2 separate regions of the Rattus norvegicus genome follow, and region 1 is linked to region 2. Evidence: chromatin contacts called from public Hi-C data. All regions are on one chromosome and are shown on one strand. The core of a region is the stretch at or near the end of the contact, and the rest is flanking DNA. Distances in the headings are between cores, read along the strand shown. Region 1 has its middle 240 kb from the start of Rpl30l3. Region 2 has its middle 180 kb from the start of Rpl30l3.

Evidence for each region. A called contact is a pair of places that touch in the nucleus more often than the background predicts.
Region 1: a contact with region 2 is called in a Hi-C map of liver, with 2.0 times the contacts expected there. The contact joins two enhancer-like sites. A contact is called at or near these places in 2 of 12 Hi-C or Micro-C datasets (both in liver).

What each region holds. Positions count from the first base shown.
Region 1 is chr2:102,870,693-102,878,131 of GRCr8, forward strand. No RefSeq gene overlaps it. Among named protein-coding and RNA genes, the nearest start is that of Rpl30l3, 240 kb to the left of the region's middle. Within about 2 kb of position 5,604, at least 1 of the 93 cell types and tissues checked has an H3K27ac peak or open chromatin away from gene starts, as enhancers often do. A contact at or near this core is called in liver, where this site is marked.
Region 2 is chr2:102,809,622-102,817,072 of GRCr8, forward strand. No RefSeq gene overlaps it. Among named protein-coding and RNA genes, the nearest start is that of Rpl30l3, 180 kb to the left of the region's middle. Within about 2 kb of position 1,365, at least 2 of the 93 cell types and tissues checked have an H3K27ac peak or open chromatin away from gene starts, as enhancers often do. A contact at or near this core is called in liver, where this site is marked.

The sequences.
Region 1 (7,439 bases), core at 4,354-6,853, 65 kb after region 2:
GTGCAGAGAACTGTTTATCAGGTCTGTTTCTTTCAGGTTCCGGAGGTGTCTCAGGCAGGGGTCCTGCCGCTCCTGGGCCCTCCCCCACGGGAGCCCAGAGGCCTTATACAGTTTCCTCTTGGGCCAGGGATGTGGGCAGGGGTGAGCAGAGTTGGTGGTCTCTTCCGCTCTGCAGCCTCAGGAGTGCCCACCTGACCAGGCGGTTGGGTCTCTCTCTCACCGGGTCTGGGAGCAGAGAGCTGCTGCGGGCCGGGATCCGCGGGTCAGAGACAAACCTTCTTACATGTTCAATAACAAGTTCATGACTAATTCTGCAAGGAACACCCACCCACAAAAGGCTCCTAATTGTATATATGGCATAGTATTACAGCGATATCCAAGCAAAGATTTATGTGATGTAGTTGCCAGATTTGGTAAACTGAAGAATAATACAATAAGTTCAATTTCAATTAAAATAAACAATGAATAAAGTTTTACTATTATGAAAACTGTGCAATATATAAAAGAAAATACTTATTTTTAAAAGACATTAATTATGGAATTTTGAATTTAATCACGATTATCAACCTGAACCTAGAAAAATAAATTTCATATCAACTTAAAAAAAATCTACTGCAGGGCTATGCATATGGTTTACATGCCCACAGGACTTGGGGACATTTTATTATGAGTCCATGGGAGAGAGAGGAAGGAGAGTCACTAATTCAATGCCAGCCTGGATGACATAGTGAGATTCTATCTCTTTTTAAAAAGAAAGAAAATTCTAACAAATTGATATGTCAAGCTAATACAAGCATACTGCAACTCTATGTCAGAAATAAGACATTTGAAGATAACCTTGAGCTCTCAATATACCGTCCTCAATAAATCCATGCTACTCTGGTCTTAGATGTTGCCAGAGAGATCTAGAGAAGATCTGTTCCTTGCAAATTACATATACAGAAGTATTTTGCATTGTGTAGAGAAGTCTATTAGTAAAAGAAGTGTATGTGAATGTGTATTGTTTGTGTATGGTATGTATTTATGTATTTATCTAACACTGGGTAGCCCAGCTTTTAAGATTGCACGATAGAGAAACATGAATGCATGATAGAAATCTTCTTATCAATGTTGATGGAATCTGACACTACCAATCTATTGAAGTTACAAGAGTGGGATGGATGCAGGTTCTGGGTTGCTTGACCCACTTCATTGGAAACTGTGTAACTTCTCATTGCTGATACTTCAGATCAAGGTTCAGTGTACCACTAATAACCAAAAGGTAAGGCTAACAGCAATTCAGTGCCTGCAGAACTGACAGGAAGCTACTCAAGCTTCCTACTTCCCTTTTTTCATTTATGATACTGTGTCCCAATGTTCATCTAAGCTTCTTACTTGCCAGGAGAGTATAAGAAGGACAAAGATGACTGAGTCTCATTTGCATTGTGTAGAGAACTAGGGATGCAAGGGCTGATAGTGATGACATTACTACTTATGAATGAACAGCCCTGAGTATCCAGAAGTGGCTGAAAGCATCTACCTCTGTGTGCTGTGTTTGGGATTTGTGAGCTTCCTGTCAGAAGTGTTCATAATTAATGAGAGGAAAGAACAACAGATAGAGGGCACTGCATTAGTAAAGCAGGAAAGTCTTTGCTTTTTAGAGATGGAGACTTCAAAAGGACTCTCATTGTTTCAACTGACTTTGGTGTCAAGCCAATCCAGAGGCACTGAATGCACACACACTTGGCTCCACGTTATCTCTGTGGCCCCCAGTGCCCCAGTGATACCAACACCACTGCACAAGTCCATTCCAGACCAGAGAACACCAGCAGTGCTTTTCTTTCTCCTTTTTGCTATTTTTAGATAATTTTGAAAAACAACCTATTCCCCTCATTTATTATTCTTGATGAATAGTAAATTATTCTAATAGCTTTGACTGTTCTATTCATTCATTATTTGAGGATGATTAGAAGTGAATAGCTATTATGAAGCCTCACCAGTTCCAAAAATTAAACCTCAGAATGTTGTGTTTCCTTTTGGCTCTGAGTAATTATCTCTGTTGCTTCCTCTAATTCACACTCACACACACACACACACACACACACACACACACACACACACTGTTGTTTTTGCTAGTGGTAGTCTATTTTGACTTGACTCAGGATGCCCCATTCAAAAGTTATTCTGGGAAGTGATGGACGAGCATCCAAAATGCCATCTCCCCATACATACCAGAATTGTATTTAGGTTCACAACCAAGTTATTTAAGCACATGGAATATTGCATAAGGTATGGCTTGCAGATGGCAACAAAAGTAATAGCGGGACAATACACAATGCTATTTATAAAATAATCTGTGAGGTTCTTACCTGAGGACAAAGTAACAATTCAGGGTGAAAGACATACTATTTTTTAGTATTCAGGTAATAAAATTTGGTTTTAAAATCCTTAATCTGAACATTTGAGGCCTTACTATACTTTCTCTGTTTTTCATTCTACCTCTTTGTGTGTAGCTGGCAATTGATCCTCGGACACCATACATACTAGGCAAGCCTTGCACTGCTAAGTTGCTTGTAGGTCTGTTTTAAAATATATTTTATGTAAAGGTCTAGTTAAGTTCCCTCAGACTGGCCTTGAACTTGTGATGCTCCTGCTTAAACCTCCTGAGTAGCTGAGATTACTGTCTAGTACTAGTAGGCCCACTCCTCTTCAGTCACATGCCTAATAGTATACTCCAAAATTAAACCGAAGCAGGTATTTTTCTCCAAATACTATGTCAGCTTTTCTGATATTTTATACTTTGTTTCCTCTGGCCTGGAATAGATTTTCAGGATCTCCATACTATCTCCTATCTCTTTTGATCGAGTTTAATTTTTCTGTGAGGACATTTAAATCTCTTCTTTAATCCCCTGACCTCAAAACTGAATTCCATCCTATGATTGTGCATTGTTCCTCAAAGAATACCATCCACAATTTTCAACTGTCCTGTGTGACTTGGCTTTACTTAGGTAAAGGAATATTATATTGATATAAATATATACAACTAGGTACAAAAGAAGCTATGGTAATGAAATCAGATGATATAGTTGCTCCAAAGGTCTTCTAATTTACAAAAGCAATAAGATATTAACAAAATATGAAGAAATAAACTTTTGTTAAACTTAAACACTAGTCAAAAGCTTATAACAATGCAGAAATTACTCAATTCAAGAAAAAGTCCTATTTGTTGATGAGAATAATGAGTTAAGATTCATGATACCTTAACTCATCCTAAACCCACTCTCAAAGCCCTTGCCTTAATGGTAGACTTGAAATTTTCAGTAATCTTGCATGATTGGGGAAAGCAGAAGGCTGTGTTAGCTAAGAATCATTATCATTTGTTTTAACCAGGGTGGCTCAGAGCTCCACCACAGAACTCCAGGCATTCCACAGAAACAATGAGTAGTGTCTAAGGAGGGTTAGAAGCTAAGGTGAGTGTATTGTTGAAAATATTTACATGTGAATGTTTCAGTTGTAGCTGCCAAAAGCAGCAACTTAACATGTGGAACACACACACACAGACACACACACACACACACGCACACACACACACACACACACACTAGACATAGGAAGGAAAGGGCGAAGAGCAAGATGGTTTTGTACAAAATTTGAGAGGCTTTGTTATATTCTTGGAATTCAAGAAGAACAAACAATGTCCAAGGCTGTGTGTGTGGTCAGAAGGGACTGATTCAGCTTGATTTTCATGCAGGAAGACAGTAAGCGCTAAAGAAGGGCTGTAATTTATGAGGAATCAAAGGTGCACCCCAGTAAAAACAGAAGAGCCTGGAAAGGGAGGCTTTTTTACTTTTCTGAACTTTGAAGGAAATCTGTTTAATTACTAGCTGACCACCGAGAAAACTGAACAATGAATTCAGTGACTATACATGATCAAGAATAGAATTTTACAAACAGCAATAAAAGAAAGAAGAGTGGATCTTATAGAGATGAAAGTACATGAATATAGCATAAACAAACAAATAAGCAAATAAGCTATGCAAAATTTTAAGTGAATAATAAAACCAAAGATTGGTTTTTTGAAAACATTGGATAAATTGAGAAATCTTTAGTTAAACTATAGAATAAAAGAAAGCTATTTCAAATGATTACAACCAGGAATAAAAGTAGGATCCCTCTTCTGAACTTCTAGAAAAAATTTATTCCTAGAAAATGGAATAAATAGTTTAAACAAAAGAGGTAAATCAATAATATGGAATATTATTTTTATTTTAAAAATAAAAATGCCAAGTATTGCAACTATTTCAAGAAGCAATAAAGACATATAATGAAAACAAACAAAGAAGTCCAATGAGGAGGACCAGGACTCTAGCCCTACAACATCTAACAGGTAAACTTACCAAATCTTTAAATAAAGAAAGAGGGATCTCCAAGACTACTTAAAATCTACAAAAAAGTAAAACGGTGGGACAAACTTTATAAACTATATCCTTTATATCAAAGCTGGATAATGGCAATATCAAAATAAGTAAGAAAAATATGCCTTATAGACTTAAAAACTCTCAACCTAAGAGGAAAAAGTCCAACCGAGTAACGTATTTAAAAAAAGTTAAACATCAACTGGGATTTGTCGTAGAAATACTTGATTTATTTTATATGTGTATGCACTTGTACATGTATATATAATATATGAAGACACATAAACATTTTTGTCATTTTTAGTAGCCAAAACAATACTGGAGAAAGAAAATTTAAGAAATATGACTGCTTAAAACCTGTCAGATAATGTAAAATTCATACCTATAAAAGCAAAGTCAAACCATTATATTGTATGCCGTTATTGCATATATTTTTCATAAATTTATAATTTTTGTACTAAATGTCTAGTACACAACTATTCCCCCTATATTTTAAGTTGCATGCTCTTTGATAGATTTTTTCTATATAAAAAAATTTTTGTACATTATTTACTACTGCAAGAACAGAAATAATTCAATCTTTCTAGTCTGATAGACTCTAATTGTTTTATTATTTTTATTTGGAATGAATCAAACAAGTTACTGTACATATGACAGACTGCTTGGAGTAGTCATCCCTTTCTCCCTTTTTGTTCTTGCTCTACAGAGAATATCCTATGATAAATTTTATTTGAAATGATTCTCACCAGAAAGGAAGAATGTCTGGCATGTTTCAACATCATTCACTACACTGAAATTTTGGGCATATGACCATAATCAAGAAAAGCAGCTCTGTTTGGCCAGGAGACCAGACAGAACCAAATACTCAGGCATTCTAGAGCTGATATGAATTCAACCAACTGTGGATAGAAAATATTCACACCCTACATGGAATAAATGAGTATATTTTTTCATTATTCCCTAAACAATGCTACTGTTTACATAGTATTTAAATTGCATTGGGTGTCTAAGTGAGAGGACTCGTTAGCCAGAGCCAGGTTGACTCCATGACAGATTGTAAACTGGCAGTTTCGGATACTAGACCTAGGTTTCTGTTTCCCAGAACTAGAAAAGTCCAAAAGAAGTCAATTTCAGCGGGGGAAAACCCAACCCTATGAGAAGCCAATCAGGAGCTGCCAGGAGCTTCCACCCCACCTGGCCTGAGACAGTAATAGTTAATCAGCAACAGTTCTGAAAAGACTGAACTCCCCAGAACCTTGACCAATCCTGAAGGTACCCTGAAGATAAAGCCAATCAATCCAGGGAAAGAAAGGTAAAAGTCACCTGCTTCTTCCCTATTAGACTTTAAATTGTGCCTGCAAAACTTACATCTGTCCTCCATCCTAATGTACGGTGGGACCCTGCATGCTATATCTCTGAACAATAAATCCTCTTTGCTTTGCTTACTATGTGAGTCAGGGGTATTATTCTTCAGTGAATCACAGACCCTTACAGAAGCACTATAAATATGACTGAAATGAAACATGAGGCTGTGTACAAGTTCTATGTAGATACAATGTTGTATGAAGGATTTAAGTAGTCTCTACTTTGGTATTTGTGGAGGATTATGGAGTTCATACTCCATATATACTGAGAAGAAGTTGTGTGGGATACTGATGTCTCTGGTATCTAGAGGGTTTCTCAAGGTTTATTCAACATCATAACTTCTTACATTTTTCCTGTTCTGGAGTCACATTTTTCTTTCAATAACTGTTCAGTCACAGCAGTGCCATGCTTGCTCCATACACTGCCTGTATAAATCCAGTACTGTCATTTACTGTGGATGTCCAACCAAGCTGTTTTAACTTATCCAGGTTTTATTTCCTGACCTATAAAGTCTTGTTATATCCACATCACAGCATTATGTAGAGTACATGGAATGAATTACGTTAACCACCAAGTGTGTTGCTTTTTCACAATGAGTGTTCAGTATGATATTATTGGAGGTATCCTTTTAGTTAGGATTTTATTTTTTACAGCCTCCGGGTGATTTATTCAGAGACTGACAGTGAACTCTGCGCGAATGGAATCTATCAAAAGATTCCTCTATGTGACCATGAGCTCTGTCTTGGTGTCTTAAGGCTTTGAATACCTAAGGAAAAAATTCACAAATCAATGAAACCCAAGAAGAAGGAAGACCAAAATGTGGATGCTTTATTCCTTCTTAGAAGGGAGAACAAAATACTCACCAGAGGAAATACAGGGATAAAGAGTGGAGGGGTTGGGGATTTAGCTCAGTGGTAGAGCGCTTACCTAGCAAGTGCAAGGCCCTGGATTCAGTCCTCAGCTCCGGAAAAATAAAAAAGGGTGGATCAGGGACTGAAGGAAAGGTCATCCAGAGACTGCTGCACATGGGGATCCATCTCATATGCAGCCCCCAAACCCAGTCACTATTGCTGATGCCAAGAAGTGCTTGCTAACATGAGCCAGATATGGGTGCCTCCTGAGAGACTCTGCCAGAGCCCTACTGATACAGATGAGTATGGTTGCAGCTAACCATTGGACTAAACAAGGGGACCCCAATGGAAGAGCTAGAGAAAAAACTGAAGGGGCCAAAGGGGTTTGCAACACCATAGGAAGTACAACAATATCAACCAACCAAACACCACCAGAGCTCCCAGGGACTAAACGACCAACCAGTGAGTACACATGGAGGGATCCATGGCTCCAGCCACATGTGTACCAGAGGATGGCATTGTCCAGCATCAATAGGAGGAAAAGCCCTTGGTCCGTGAAGGCTTGTTTCCCCAACGTAGGGTAATGCCAGGGCATTGTGGTTGGAGTGGGTGGGTGGAAGTGGGAGCATCCTCATAGAAGCAGGGGCAGGGGGCAGGGAAAGGGAAGCAGGAGGAAAGGGGATATGATTTGAAATGTAAATACATAAAATATCCAAGAAAAATAAAATTATTGAAAAAAGGGAAAGAAACACTAGACAACTGAATTGTCAGAGTTAGGGGAAAGTCTCTTGCTTGCAATTAACTTCAGGAAAGAGTTTCTCTGATAGCA
Region 2 (7,451 bases), core at 115-2,614:
TGAGAATATGAAAGAGTTCAAGAAAGACATAATAATGCAGAGAAAGCACAAGAAAGAGCTAAAAATGATGCTAACAGGTGCAGATGGATGTGTTGATTTGGGGATTTATCCAGGGTATTTATCTGTGAAGACAGGGTCTTTAAAAATCCTTTATAATTCTAACTGTTTTGCTCCACGATTTCTTAATATACTTCTTAGATTGAGTATTTATCTACATGACACCAAGCATACAGATGAAAAGCAAAACATTCAGTCAATCATTCGGCTGTTTGTTAATATATATTTGGCATCAGTTATAAGAGAGTAATTAAAAATCATTAACTGGAATTTCCATTTTTATTTATACATTTGGCAATACTGAAGTATCGTCATCATTGCAAGAAAAGCTTGGTCTTAGTAATTGCTTTTCTTTTACTTGATATTTTTGATTTTATAAGCAAAAGCATTTTGTTCTGATGTGTTTATTCTTCTTGATTGTTAAATTACAAGCTTCATTTACCTTTGATGATTGAGCTCTGATCTCAATTTTTCCATCAACATTTTAATTTTTCTTTGTCTCATTTCAGTTTTCCTAGATAGAAAACTTTGTAATATATTTTTTCTGTATGGCTATTTCTTCCCCATTCACTTTTTGTTGTACAAAATGTGTTTAAATTATTCAACATAAAGTGACCAAAAATTGCATTTCAATCATGGTTAAAAGATGTTAGAAAAACAGAAAAAAATAAGTCATGCATCTAAGATAAATGTGAAGATAACATACCAAGTTCCTAAGAGGAGAAAGTAAAAACAAAGCCTGGAGTGAGGTGAGGGATTAGTTGGTACTGCCTAAAGAAAAAAACACAAGCAAAGCATATCAGTCTGTCCTAGATACATACGGGGTCCTCAGTCTGTTGCTTTTTGGCCACACCACAACTAAGAACTCTAGCAGCCTCATCAGTAAACATGCTTTCTTTACCACAGAAGACTGCTATCTCTCCAGCCTTCTCTACTCAAGCATGCCTCCTGCCTATGTCAGAGAGAAGTTACCTAGACACTTATTTTCCTAAGGAATTCCTTGCAAACATTCATGACACCCAAGTATTGATATTTGTTTTCTGGTGATTTAATTCAACACAAGAACAATATTGAAAGAAGTGCCTATCTATCATATACCAAACATCCCCTTTACGGCAAATGAGCTGATCCTTTTCCTACTATTCAGTTTTGACAATGAGCTTATGAGAAACTGCCACTGCTTCATAGGAGGAAAAAAGATAAGGTTTTAAAAGATTCAGCGATGGAACCATGATCACTAGCTAGAACCCAGTAAATCGCAAAGCTGATACGCAATGCCTAAGTGTCTGCAAAGAAATTTTCCATGTGACAGAACCTTCTGGTTACACAAGGACTCTGCTCCAGAGTTTAAAGGCTATGTCATGTCTGTGTTTCACAATATTATCTGAAGAACCTTGTGGAAGTCAAACAAATATGTTGACTCCAAAGCCATTGATTTTCCCCATGTTATGAAAGATCTCTCTTCACTAAGAGGGACCCTCTTTTTTTTTTTTTTTTATTAACTTGAGTATTTCTTATATACATTTCGAGTGTTATTCCCTTTCCCGGTTTCCGGGCAAACATCCCCCTAATCCGTCTCCCTCCCCTTCTTTATGGTTGTTCCCCTCCCCATCCTCCCCCCATTGCCACCCTCCCCCCAACAATCTAGTTCACTGGGGGTTCAGTCTTAGCAGGACCCAGGGCTTCCCCTTCCACTGGTGCTCTTACTAGGATATTCATTGCTACCTATGAGGTCAGAGTCCAGGGTCAGTCCATGTATAGTCTTTAGGTAGTGGCTTAGTCCCTGGAAACTCTGGTTGCTTGGCATTGTTGTACATATGGGGTCTCAAGCCCCTTCAAGCTCTTCCAGTTCTTTCTCTGATTCCTTCAACGGGGGTCCTATTCTCAGTTCCGTGGTTTGCTGCTGGCATTCGCCCCTGTGTTTGCTGTATTCTGGCTGTGTCTCTCAGGAGCGATCTACATCCGGCTCCTGTCGGTCTGCACTTCTTTGCTTCATCCATCTTGTCTAATTGGGTGGCTGTATATGTATGGGCCACATGTGGGGCAGGCTCTGAATTGGTGTTCCTTCTGTGTCTGTTTTAATCTTTGCCTCTCTATTCCCTGTCAAGGGTATTCTTGTTCCCCTTTTAAAGAAGGAGTGAAGCATTCACATTTTGATCATCCGTCTTGAGTTTCATTTGTTCTAGGCATCTAGGGTAATTCAAGCATTTGGGCTAATAGCCACTTATCAATGAGTGCATACCATGTGTGTTTTTCTGTGATTGGGTTACTTCACTCAGGATGATATTTTCCAGTTCCAACCATTTGCCTACGAATTTCATAAAGTCATTGTTTTTGATAGCTGAGTAATATTACATTGTGTAGATGTACCACATTTTCTGTATCCATTCCTCTGTTGAAGGGCATCTGGGTTCTTTCCAGCTTCTGGATATTATAAATAAGGCTGCGATGAACATAGTGGAGCATGTGTCTTTTTTATATGTTGGGTCATCTTTTGGGTATATGCCCAAGAGAGGTATAGCTGGATCCTCAGGCAGTTCAATGGAGGGACCCTCTTTTTATTAAGAGGTGTTTCCCCGGGTAGGTAATTAAAAATCTATAGTATAGTCATCACTCCTTTTTTTGAATGTTTTACAATAAGTGATGGTAGCTGCTACATGTGAAGCCCTCTTCAGCACAACATTCTAGGGAAGAAATGGATTTTGAAGACTAATTTTGTTTCTGAGGCTCTGCTTTCATAAAATGACATAATACCATATCTTTGGAGTTATTTGACTTAAAAATTAGATATGTCCTGATTTTCTGGCACCAGCAAGCTTTTCTGGGAGGTTGGGATGTTGCTTAGTGATATGGTGGTATCTACTGTAATAAGCTAACAGATCCCTGGGCAGATCATTACCCAGAGGTGCCTTACAAAGGAGTTCAAGGGAAAAACAGGAGAATGGCTCCATGGCCTTCATAGTGCTAGAAATAACAAGCCATTTTTTGTACATATTTGCAAAGTTTTGAATCATTATGATCATGTATTTCCCCCAGTTGCCACCACAAATGTAATTCTTTTGGAGAACAAAACCCTTAAGGCTACCAAATTTGTAAGTAACCATTAAAGAACTTATTTCTTTTAAGTAAGAGTAATTTAGTCGACTTTAAGGTTTTCATTTTTACTTGAACTCAGAAAAACAATCTCTGGAGTGAATATATATCAATGGCTTTGGAGTCAACATATTTGTTCAACTTCCACAAGGTTCATCACATATATTGTGAAACACAGACCTGCATAGCCTTTAAGATCAGGAGCAGAGTCCTTGTGTGAATATATATATTCTTTTGACATTGTTAAACTGTTTATCTTGGGTTTACACCTTCAGTCAGTTATATTAACCTTGTTCTCTTTTAACACCTAATACACTCCAATAATCTTTGCATTTCCAGAACCAAAAAGGTATTGACAATCATGAGCTCTATAAACCACCACTGAATTATATTATATGCCTACAGTATAGCTAGTTCTACCATAAAAATTATACAAGAGACTAAAATGTCCACTTTCAAGTCTCACATTACATCATTTACCTTGATTTTGAACATTTCATCAGAAAAGATTTCAGAACACTCTTTAGTGTCCAAATGAAGATTGATTCTGGCAAAGACTGGACAAATGGTTAATCTGTGGTCGATTGGATAAATGACTAAATGATTGATCCTAGAGTAGAATTATTGACCCTACTTCAGAGGTCTAAAAATTCCTGTTGATTGAACAAAGCTTAAATAAAACTATACAGAAATTTCAGATGCTCTGCATTCAGTTAAATGTGGTTGTAGGACTATCTGCAAACCGTTTTCCCCTCTTGGGTCTCTAGTGTACTACACTATTTCAAGTTAAGTCTTCGTACTATACAGTTAAAAATACTAATAAATAAATAGATTTATTTGTGCTGGAGAGATGGATTATAGGTTAAGGGCACCTGCTACACTTTCAGAGGACAGTGGTTCCATTTGCAATACCTATTTGGCAGGTGATGACCATCTGTAACACCAGTTCCAGGAGATCTGACACATACATCTTGCCTCCATGGATACTGCACACACATGGTTCATATACACACATGCAGGCAAACATTCATATATATAAAATACAATTTTATTTATTCTTGTTTTTTAAAGATTTATTTATTTATATATGTGAGGACATTATCATCGTCTTTTAGACATACCGAAAGAAGGCATCAGATCCCATTACAGACAGTTGTGAGCCACAATGTTGTTGCTGGGAATTGAACGCAGGACCTTGGGAAGAGAGGTCAGTGCTCTTAACCACTGAGCCATCTCTCCAGCCCCTGCTATTGTTTTTAAAATATAAGAAATAGGTGTCTTAAATTCACATGGCAGTGGAAATGGAAATACCTTTTGAGACTCTCCAACATACCATGAAAGAACAGATGGTTCTAGTACATATGGTATAGTTTTCCCTACACATGCACACCTCTGATAATAAAAGTAATAATACAGTAAAAATTTAGTAATGTGAAACAAAACAATTGTAACATTGTAACAATATAAAATGATTTAAAACTTGGGGATTATTTCTTTCTGGAATTCTCTAATATTTTACTATCTCCATTGACTGTAGAAACAAACCACAGCAATGGGGATGGCGGTGTATATTTTACCAAAGTGGGCTATGTATTAAGACACCATTTCAATAGACAAACAATGAAGGGAGCAAGAACAAACGAATGAAGAGACAATGTCCAAGATAGAAACCTTCGGTGTGTTCTGAGGTGAATAGAATCTGAGTACAGTCTTCCCAGCTACTGAAATACATGTGCAGTGCTCACAGGGAAGGACCTGCCTGAAGGGTCTAGTTGTGCTGCTATTCTGAGTCATATTAAGTTCAACATCTCCACATCTCAGTTGTGTACTGTAAGGGTTCAAGTCATGGAGCACACAGTTGGCAGGTACCTCCTCATTCCCCTCCATCTCTGTGGGATTCTTAGTCCTTAGCTTTGCTAAAAACTAAGATACCGCCACTGTCTTCCTTGTGACTTCTTTCTGATTCATGTACTTTTGTAACATTCAATCTGTCATTGTACCTTCAGTCTTTGCCTTCTCCCTATATTTCTTGGTAATCAAATGTCCCAAAAGACTGCAATGCTCCAAATTTACCATCACCTTGGATTTTTAGAATAAAGCTGGTGTCTAAAAAAGGACATCTCTAAAAAATTTCAAATTGTAAGTTAGGACTACAAATTAACATAATAAAGCTTAAGCACTTTCAGATTTTCAGATTTTCTAGCTCTAATCTACTATGAGCTGTGTAGGGCTGTGCTGAGCGTTCCTGATAAGTGACTATGTGTTTACGAGCTGTTACATTCCAACGGCTTTTTGTAATGTATAGGATTGCATTCTTTCAAATCAGGGTTAAAGCCATTGGTAGAACAATTTAAAAGGGGAACGCGCGCGCGGGCGCACACACACACACACACACACACACACACACACACATACACACACACACATACACACACAGGGACAGAGAGGGAGAGAGACAGAGAGAGAGAGAGACAGAGGAGGGGGAGGGAAGGAGAGGGAGAGGAAGAGGGGAGAGAGGGAGAGCAAGGAGGAAAGGAAGAAGGATACGGAGAGGAAAAAGTCAGTTTGCAAGACACTTGGCTGTTGGATTCTTCTGGGATTTCGTTTTATTGCTGCTAATCATCTGACCATTAAGACACAAACAATGATCTTGGAAGGGACAAACAGGAGTTGTAGTTCAGCTTCCTGACCTTTCCCCCCTAAAATGGGCCAATAATTTGATGTGTAGTATTTACACAGATGGTGTAAAACACAGGAAAGCATCTAGGAAGAGAGTACTGCATAGTCAAATTGTACAGAGCTTCTCTCTCGTCTCCACCATACTTCTTGTGCATAAACAAACAGTTTGGCTTTTTTGACTCTGTACGCAAATGGCTGATGTTCTTCCTTAGCAGTCATCCTAGCTGTGTGTGGCATGAGGACTACCTATCCAAATCAGCCCACTGTAAACACAGAGGTGGTAAATATTGCATTTGATTATTTCCTCTGTAATTTGCTGTTCATAGGGATGTTTTGCATATGTTGATTAAATATGCACTTTCTACTGCCTGGGGAGTCAGAGTCCTTCACAGCAGACCAGTGTAATCTGGTCCCAGGAGGCTGCAGCACTCCAGAGGGGCACAATCACATGGACTACCTGCTTTAGCTTGTCTTAGCAACAATGATCGCCATATGTGAAGCTGCGGGAAAACAGATGCTGTTTTTCCATTTGTGAAATCAAGTTGTTGGAAAGTAGTCAGGTTTCCGACGCACGAGAGCTCATCTAATCAACCTACAGAGACAGTGTGAGCTTTCTCAGAAATATTTGACAACATTCCCTAGCACTGGTGACTAGAAATACATATGAAATTACAAAGTGATCGTCCTCTCCCCCACACTTGTGTACATAAATCTCTTTGTACGGCTGGAAATGGAGTCCATAATTTTCTTAAACAAAAGAGGTATGTAATCAAGTTGCTAGTTACATAAAGAGATTAACATCATGGTCTAAATGTAGTGTTTCTTTACTCCAGCATTAGATGCTATTCTGTTAATCATCAGGGATTTCTCTCCTTAGGACAAAGGGAAGTATCATTAAAGAGTCATTAATAAAGATAATTTCTTTTTAATCAATTCAGAAGTATTATGTCACCAATAGCACAAGCCTTAATATTCTGGAATACTTTCCCACTTAACCCATATTGCAAGGAGTCATCATACTATGTGTACATCAAAACATTTAACTCTAGCTGCTCTTAAAGCTCTTGGACAAACTGTGACCTATTTCTCAGAGTCAGCATCCATAGCAAAGAATAGTTTGAAATTAGGTCATCAAGACTGACTATAATATCTTCATGGGTAAAGAAAAACCATGTCCACTATGAAATGTTCAAGCAGTGCAGTCTTGATCAACTGTGATGAAAACCTTACCTTTAATAACCACTATTAGCTAATGTGGAGGAAGAAAAGTAGACAAAAATTGAATATGAGTAATGCTATTCTGGCAACCAAAAAAAACTTAATGCTACTCCTGTTTCCAGCTTTAGTTCTTAATTTGACTATTATCTGGATTTGAATTTCTTTTATAAAATGTGAATGATATGATACATCAAACAGACATATAATGTCTTGATAAAACAAACAAAAATCATTAAGCTTTAATAACTAAAAGTATCTATAGAACCACAGGATGTTAATAAATTCTGTTTGAGTCATTTCCAATTACTGGATACTCTGGTATACTGATGGAAATCTACCTAAATCAACCTAGAATGTGTGCCACCCTGAGAAAAAAATGGAAGATGTCTGCACATAGTAATAAA